2 separate regions of the Pan troglodytes genome follow, and region 1 is linked to region 2. A link is a contact called in public capture Hi-C data. All regions are on one chromosome and are shown on one strand. The core of a region is the stretch at or near the end of the contact, and the rest is flanking DNA. Distances in the headings are between cores, read along the strand shown.

Region 1 (4,266 bases), core at 650-3,149, 67 kb after region 2:
ACACAGAAGCTCCATGTCCTATTGTAGTGATAAATAATTAATCTGATCACTGTTTGAAGGTCAATGAGATTATCTTGGGGTTTGAGTAATGGACTATCAGCGGCTCTATGCTGCCCCCTGGTGTGAGCCTATTCCGCTCCCTCTGAGGGAATTCCAGCCCCAATCCCAACCCTCCTGGCTGCTCCACCCACGGCTCCTTCCACCATCCCAACCCCTGCTGCCCCTCACCCTACCCCCACTCCCTGTGGAAGCTGATCCACCCAAAGACAAGACAGCCAAATGACACAAGGGCAGCTTGGCAGTATGTAACATCATTAAGGAGCCCTTGCAAAAGGGGTGTGCTCACCATAACTGGGGGTATTTGGTTTTTCTAGACAGTAGCAGAGGGGCTGCAGGGAAATCAGATAAAGTATTTTCAAGGCTAGTCTGGGACACAAAGGCAATCAAACACCTCTTCCCGATTATAAAACAGAAATCCTTTGGGTCTGATTAACAAACCCACTCTCAAACCAGTGGGCTGATCAAAGTTAGTCACTCCGTACTAGAAAAGATTAGCTTTTCAGGGATGGGTGCAATCATGCCTGTAATCCCAGCACTTTGGGAGGCCGAGGCGGGCAGATTACCTGAGGTCAGGAGTTCGAGACCAGCCTGACCAACATGGAGAAACCCCGTCTCTACTAAAAATACAAAATTAGCCGGGCCTGGTGGCACATGCCTGTAATCCCAGCTACTCAGGAGGTTGAGGTAGGAGAACCGCTTGAACCGGGGAGGCGGAGGTTGCAGTGAGCTCAGATCACAGCATTGCACTCCAGCCTGGGCAACAAGAGCGAAACTCCATCTCAAAAAAAAAAAAAAAAAAAAAAAAAGAAAAGAAAAGATTAGCTTTTTCTCTTCCATAAAACTGCAGTCTATTTCCCGGGGCCTAGCCAGCATCAAACCCTGCTTTCCACAGAAACCCATGGAGGCTGATGTCGTAACAGCATGGATAGACCTTGACAAACCAGGGGATATGGCCATAGAGCACGAGCCACAGAAGGCAGGACACTGACCCCCTTTCTTCAGCTTCCCAGCTATCACTGCAAGGGCAGGGCAGTGGGGGGACAGAGAGGCTGGGGTGGGGAACCAGAAACAAGCAAGAATTCTGGACCTGCCACTTGCAGGAAGTCTTTTCATCTCAATGAGGCTGTTTTCTTACTGGTAAAATGGGAGTTACAATGCCTCCTTCCCAGAACTGTACTAAGGCTTGGCTAAAACAAGAGATGCGAAGTATTTCACATATAGTTGGTGCAGAATACATCTCAAAGAGCAGCCCGGGCTATTTTTTCCTTTTTGTGGGGGAAGGTAAAAAGAGAGGTATTATATCCACTTTATTGCATTCAAACACTGGGCCCTTCAAAATGACATTTCTAAGGCTCGACACTGTGCAGAATAGATCATGAAAACCAAGGCATCGGCAGGGAGATGAGGCGTTTAACACTGCAGCCACAACTCCCTGCACTGTTATAAGAAGGAGATGGATAGTCACTCCTAGCTATGGTCAATGGGGATACAGGAAGCAAATGAGCCGTAACTCAGTGACCCAGCATCTGTGGAAAGGGGACAGAGAAGCCTGACAGCTCCAGAGAGCATTCTCTTGCTAGGAGCTCTGTGCAAGGAAGGTGCTGTGCAGTCTTATCTCTTCTTCTGTATTTCAAGGTGACTAGCTCATTTATGGAGGGTCACAAGCCCTGCATGATAGTAAGATCAGCTTAGAATAATACACATGTAAGAATAAAAACAAGGAAAGCCCCAAGACACCATTTGCCCTGCAGCAATTTCAACCTGCTGTTCTTACTGCTACCACTTTCCCTGCCTACTAAAGCAAGGCTGTTACTATAGCAACGAATCTCCAGCGTGGGCCCCAGGGAAGGTCAGTTTACCACTCTAAGCCTCTAAGCAGGGAAGGGGCTGCAATAGTTTAAGAGCCCTCCAGAGCCAGGCAGGATTTCAGACGTCCCAGCCTTCTAGGAAGGAGCTTCAGATCAGGTACGATGCTGGGGCTATGGAGGGAAACACTGGGTTTCCAGGGAACTCCCAACCCAGGCTGTGACACACTGCAGAGGAGTTTCCAGCTGACACGGAACCTAGAGCTGTCCAGGCTAGGAAATGAGGCCATGAGCAGGGGCAGCACAACAGTGACTGTGCACGTATGCGTGCAGTCTCTGCCTGCATTATCTCACTGCATCTGGAACAGGAAGGTCTACCACCATCCCTACGTGACTGAGGAGTTAGCCGAGGCTCAAGGGGACAAAGGTCTGTGGGCAAGTTCACACAGCTAGAGGACAAGGGCCAGGATTCCATCTCAGGCCTTCCCTTTCTCCAAGGCCTGCGCTCTGCAAAACTAGAAACAGCGGAAGAAGAGAACCAACACTTGTTGGATGCCAATGCACCACCAGTGCTATGCGCTTGACTCACTCTTACCCCCTACAAAAACCCACAGAGGCAGGTAATACCTCCATCGTCTAAACAAGAACGTCTTGCCCAGGGTCACACAACTGAGGGCTGAGCCTTTATCTCTTCCCTGGGTGTTGGCACAGTGCTGTGAGGGAAGCACAGGAGATCGGCAGAGGCCGCAGAGGGGCAGGAGAAGGTCTGAGGACACTCACCACTTCCTCTATGGCTGCGCTGTCTCCCAGTAGCGGCTCCTCAGCCAGCAGGGACAGCACCAGCCCTTTGACGCAGTGAGTGTAGAGATTCATCCTCACGAGCCCCATGCAGGACTCTGCTGGTGTCAGCCTGGAGCTGATTCCATCTGCAGAGGGGCCAGCACCCTGACAGTTTGCTGAGCCTGAACTGCATTCCAGACCAGGGGCTGCGTGGCTTTCACAGACCCCATCAACATCCTCATCCAGGCCTTGTTCCCCCGTGGGAAGCTTGTTTCCTCTCTGCCCTGGATCTAAGCGAGGCAATAACAAGGGCCTGCGGGTCCTTCTGGGGAGAGGGTCTGCTCTGGGAATGGTGGCTTGGCTGCTATGGCCAGGATGGTCTTCGAGCTGCTCTTGGGCTCCATGCTGGGTCAGCATCTCAGGAGCAGAGGGAGGGCGCAGGCTGCTGACGGCTGTGTCCTCAGGAGGCGTGGGTTCCAGGCTGCTGGAGGCGCTGAGAGATGCCTTGCAGTAAGGAGCCCTGCCATCTGGAACAGGCACATGTAGGAAGGCAAAATGACCTGAGGCCGTTTCCACTTCCTGAGCCTCTGGAATGTGGATTTCAGACAAGTCGAGTTCTTCTTGGAGAAAGACTAGTTCCTTCCCCAGGGAGGAGCTGAGGCCAAGAACCTCACCCCTGGCAGAGTTGTGCAGTCCTGCGGGCCTGATGCTCTCCAGATCACGGCCAGACAAGCATCCGTTCTCCTTCCTGCCATCTGGACAAGCTTTGTCAGGGGATGTGGGATCTGGGGTGGTCCAGGCCATGGATTCCACATGGCCAGTGGCGTTTTCTTTCAGGGCAGATGTGGTCCCACCCTTTGGATGGTGCTGGGCTGAACCATCCTGGAGTCCTGCTGGAGATGCTAGAGACCTGGCAAACAAGAGAGATGTGAGGAAGGGGCACGTCGACAGATTGCAGGGCAAGTGCCCTTCCACAGTGAAGACTAAAGCACAGGCATCAAGGACAAGGGGGTGCCTGAGACCACAGAGCCTAAGAGGCCACCAGAGTTAAATCACAAGAGTAAAAATAGGGCTTTACGTAGTGACACCAGGCTCACCTACTGAAAATGGCAGAGCCCACTGAATAAGACTGACCCACATTTGGAAGGTCTCCTACGCATCAGGCCCTATACTAGGTGCTGTACATATACTATTTTCAAGTGTCACAATGAACTCATCAAAGGGATACTATTGTGTCTACTTTTCAGATGAAAAAACTGAGGCTCAGGCAGGGAATGGACTTGCCCAAGGTCCCATAGCTGGTATAAGAGAGCTGGGATGTGAAAGCCAATGTCATCTCTCTATGCCACTCTGTTTCTTAACAAACTCAAGATTCAGATGCTCCTTTACAAGACAGGGCATGGGGAAGATGGAATTAAGGAACGATGGGATGTATCAGAGGTTTGTTTTTTAACCAATCACGCGATGGGGTCCCTCAGGCGTGGTGTAAGGTTAACTCTCTGTGCACTCCATTACCTTGTCATCTGTTCCACCGGGAACTCGTGGAGACTAATGGCTTCCTCTTTGGTCACAAAAACAGGGATAATCTGGACATTCAGGGGCAATGCCGCTCCTGGAATTG
Region 2 (4,374 bases), core at 1,153-3,652:
ACTCATTTAGATCTTATAATCTACTGGGAAGACAGACGCTAATCAATTACCTACACAAATAAACATATGAGCACAAGCTAGGAAATGTGCCAAGAATGAAAGATACAGGGGTGCACCAGGGGGACTTGTGATTGGGGGTGAATGGTCAAGGAAGTGATTGGTATTGAGACCTAAAGCAAGAGTGGAGCAGTAAAGGAACGTCAGAGAAAGTTTTCAGGGCAGATCGAGGATGTGGAGGGAGGACAACAGGTGCTTGGCACCTCTGAGGGACAACCAGTGTGGCTGGAGGCTGGCGAGAGGGGCGTCACATAGTGGGAGGGGCTGAAGAGGCCGCAGGGGCAGACCTCAACCCAGGGAAGTAGGGGAGAGACGAGAGTGGACCTCATGTGTGACACTCCTTCTGATGGCCACATGCGGACTCCAATAGTTTGAGTAGTTTCCAAGGAGGAGGATTTGGGGGCTCCACGCTCACCCTTTACCTTCATGGAGGATGCACAACACACAGAGAAGCGGGGGAGGCTTGTCAGGGAAGCATTCTAGGTGCATGTCGGGCTGCCCCTTTCCATTAGGGGTCCAATTTTTTCCCATTGGAAAACTGAGGGCTGCTAACCAGCCATGGTGTTATGCACCTGTACTTCCAGCTGCTCGAGAGGTTGAGGCAGGAGGATCGCTTGAGCCCAGGAGGTCGAGGCTGCAGTGAGCTATGGCTGCACCACTGCACTCCAGCCTGGGCAATAGAGTGAGACACTGTTTCAAAAAACTTGAAAAAGGGCTGGGCGTGGTGGTTCACGCCTGTAATCCCAGCACTTTGGGAGTCTGAGGCGGGAGGACTACCTGATGTCAGGAATTCGAGACCAGCATAGCCAATATGGTGAAACCCCATCTCTACTAAAAATACAAAAATTAGCCAGATGTGGTGGTGGGCACCTGTAGTCCCAGCTACTCAGGAGGCTGAGGCAGGAGAACTGCTTGAAACTGTGAGATGGAGGTCGCAGTGAGCCGACACCATGCCATTGCACTCCAGCCTGGGTGAGACAGCGAGACTCCATCTCAAAAAAAAAAAAAAAAAAAAAAAATTGAAAAGAAAGAAAGGAAAAAGCAGACAGAGGGCTAGGCTTCTGACAGGCCCCATAGGGAGAAGCCTATTCAGTGAACCTGGGACAGCTGGCAGGGCCAGAGCTCAGCTGATCATTCATGGGCTTGTCACTCAGTCAGTAAAAGAATGGGGATTCCGAGGAAGGACAAACAAAGGAAAGAAAAAAGATGGAAAGGTCACTCCATGCCCCAGATGCCTCAGAAACCCAGATCCTGTTTCCCAGGCCTGGCTGTCCTCCAAGTTTAGAATAATAGTGAAGAGAAAGAGCTTCTCCTGAGATCAGAACCTACCTCACTAGTAGATGTACTTCAGACAAACAAAACAAGGTAGAGAGACCTGGGCCAGGAGAGAGAAAGGACCCCAAAAAAGTGACCAAAGAGATCCCTGTCAGGATAACACAGTAACGACAATAATAATAATTGCTGGCATTTGTTGACTGCTAGCTAATTATTTTTTGTTTGTTTTTGTTTTTTTGTTTGTTTGTTATTGTTTGTTAGTTTTTTCTTTTTTGAGACAGAGTCTTGCTCTGTCACCCAGGTTGGACTGCAGTGGTGTGATCTCGGCTCACTGCAACCTCCGCCTCCTGGGTTCAAGCAATTCTCTTGCCTCTGCCTCTGGAGCAGCTGGGATTCCAGGCACCCGCCACCACACCCAGCTAATTTTTGCATTTTTAGTAGAGACGGGGTTTCACCATGTTGGCCAGGATGATCTCGAACTCCTGATCTCAGGTGATCCACCTGTCTCGGCCTCCCAAAGTGCTGGGATTACAGGCATGAGCCACCACACCCGGCTTGTTTTGCTTTTTGTATTTTATTTTATATATGTTTTTATTTTAGAGACACAGTCTGGCTCTGTCGTCCAGGTTGGAGAGCAACGGTATAGTCACAAGCTCACTGCAACCTCACACTCCTGCACTTACACCATCCTCCCACCTCAGCCTCCCACAGTGTTGGGATTACAAGTGTGACCCACCACACCTGGCTGTTTTTTACATTTTAAATACACCTTTTAAATTCTATAATACTTTTTAGATTTCCTAGCTATTCGATGCACTTTAATATCTCATTTACTTTTGTGGGTAAAGAAATTAGCCGTCTTCTTTTACAGATGCAGTGTCTGAAGTGCAAATAGGCGAAGTCACTTACCCAGGTTCACACAGCTGGTACATAAGGGAACGGCACCCAGGAGGTCTGGCTACCCCGTGAATGCCAGGGTAGAAATCACTAAAGGCCAACCTTCAGAGAGCAGAGCTACTTCCTCCCAGGGTGCTCAGAACAAAGCAGGGCTCTTTCAGCCTGGGGATGCCCTGGATGCAGGAGCCCGGCCTTATTTGGCTCATATCCCGGGAGGTGTTAGGGATGGATTAGGCAGTGGCTAAGAGCTGGAACTTTGGGTTTGAATCTCAACTCCATCTGTGATTAGCCCCTTAGTGGGGTGAGGGACCCTGGAGGGGATAGATTTCCTCCTGCCTCATTGTGGGACTCTCCAAGAGGGGGTTCCTACCTCCCCATGCAAAAGAAAGAGAAAAAGTTATACTAACTGTCATAGAATGTTGGGGCAGACACTCAAAAGTACCTAGCCGTATCTGTTTCCTTTCCCTTTGCTAACAGAATCCCAATCTTGTTCGGAGCAACTATGAACCCGGCCACAGAAAATGCATCATGGTTGGTTTTACTTAGGATAATCCTGTCACTCATTTTTTTCAGCCTCCCCTGCTGCTAGGGTTGATCCTCTTGACTCCTTTTGGCCAATGAGCCTCAGCAGAAATTGGCTTGGGGTAGAGGGCCTGTTCTCAGAAAGTATTCGCTTTCCTGATAAAAGAGGGCAGACACAATTGAAACAGCTCCAGCCCCAGGCCCCTGTCTTCCTACCCTGAACCCCATCATGATGTGACATAACTTCCACGGCCATCTCACAATGGAAGTGATCAGCTTGAAGACAAAAGCAATACACGAAGAATGATGGGGTGGACAAGCAGAAAACCCTGGGTCTCAGAAATCCTACTACTGGGCGCCTACCCAAAGAAAAAGAAATTATTGCATCAGAAAGACACCTGCATTCATGCATTTATCACGATACTATCCACAATAGCAAGTCGTGGAATCAACCCAAGTGTCTATCAGTAGATGATGGGATTAAAAAAAAAAATTGATACATATGCCCCATGGAATACTATGCAGCCATTACAAAGAATAAACTCATGTCTTGCAGCAACATAGATGGAACTCAGGCCATTATTCTAAGTGAAATGACTCAAAAGGAGAAAATCAAATACCAAACATTCTCGCTTATCGGTGGGAGCTAAACAATGGGTACTCATGGACATAAAGATAAAAATAATGAACACTGGGGACTCCAAAAGGGAGAAAAGGTGGGAGGGGCAAAGGGAGGAAGGGTTGTGGCGGCTATAGCCTTAGAAGATGTATTTCTTAAACAAGACTTAAAAGTTAAAATTACTCCTTCATCCATGGGCTGTAGAATGGATTTTATGTTAGTAGGCAGGAAAACAACAGTAATCTTCTTGTACATCTCCATCAAAGCCCATGGCTGACCAGGTGCATTGTCAATGAGTAATAATATTTTGAACAGAATCTTTTTCTGAGCAGTAGGTCTCAAAAGTGGGTTTAAAATATGTAGTAAACTATACCATAGACAGATGTGCTGTTACACATGCACAGGCAGAGTAGTGGATTTTGCATAATTCTTAAGGGCCCTGGGATTTTTGAAACAGTAAATGAGCACTGGCCTCAACTTAGAGTCACCAGCTGCATTAGCCCCTAACAAGAGAGTCAGCCTGTTCTTTGAAGCTTGAAAGCCAGGCATTGACTTCTCCTCTCTAGCTATGAAAGTCCTAGATGGCATCTTCTTCCAATAGAAGGCTGTTTCGTCTATGCTGAAAATCCATTATGTAATGTAGCTACCTTCCTCAATGATCTTAACTGGATCTTCTGGATAGTTTGATGCAGTTTCTACATCAGCACTTGCCACTTCACCTTGCACTTCGATGTTATAGAGACAGCTTCTTTCCTTCAACCTCATGAACCAACCTCTGTTAGATTCAACCTTTTCTTCTGCAGCTTCCTCATCTCTCTCAGCCTTCACAGAATTGAAGAGAGGTAGGGCCTTGCTCTTAATTAGGCTTTGGCTTAAGGAGATGTGGTGGCTGGTTTCATCTTCTATCCAGACTTTTAAACTTTCTCCATATCAACAATAAGCCTATTCTGCTTTCTTTTCATTTGTGTTTTCACTGGAGTGGCACTTTTTAATTTTCTTTAATA

The links. Capture Hi-C pulls out chosen DNA fragments and counts their contacts.
Region 1: a capture Hi-C map of stem cell-derived neural stem cells shows a contact between it and region 2, with 2.7 times the contacts expected there. The contact joins two enhancer-like sites. A contact is called at or near these places in 5 of 7 Hi-C or Micro-C datasets (blood, induced pluripotent stem cells, a lymphoblastoid cell line and 1 more) and 1 of 1 other capture datasets (stem cell-derived neural stem cells).

What each region holds. Positions count from the first base shown.
Region 1 is chr23:28,626,227-28,630,492 of NHGRI_mPanTro3-v2.0_pri, forward strand. HPS4 (HPS4 biogenesis of lysosomal organelles complex 3 subunit 2) reads right to left here. Exons shown (of 16, transcript XR_008541687.2): 11 at 4,161-4,257; 12 at 2,646-3,555. Among named protein-coding and RNA genes, the nearest start is that of SRRD, 20 kb to the right of the region's middle. Within about 2 kb of position 1,900, at least 7 of the 24 cell types and tissues checked have an H3K27ac peak or open chromatin away from gene starts, as enhancers often do. A contact at or near this core is called in stem cell-derived neural stem cells, where this site is marked.
Region 2 is chr23:28,558,744-28,563,117 of NHGRI_mPanTro3-v2.0_pri, forward strand. No RefSeq gene overlaps it. Among named protein-coding and RNA genes, the nearest start is that of ASPHD2, 33 kb to the right of the region's middle. Within about 2 kb of position 2,403, at least 2 of the 24 cell types and tissues checked have an H3K27ac peak or open chromatin away from gene starts, as enhancers often do. A contact at or near this core is called in stem cell-derived neural stem cells, where this site is marked.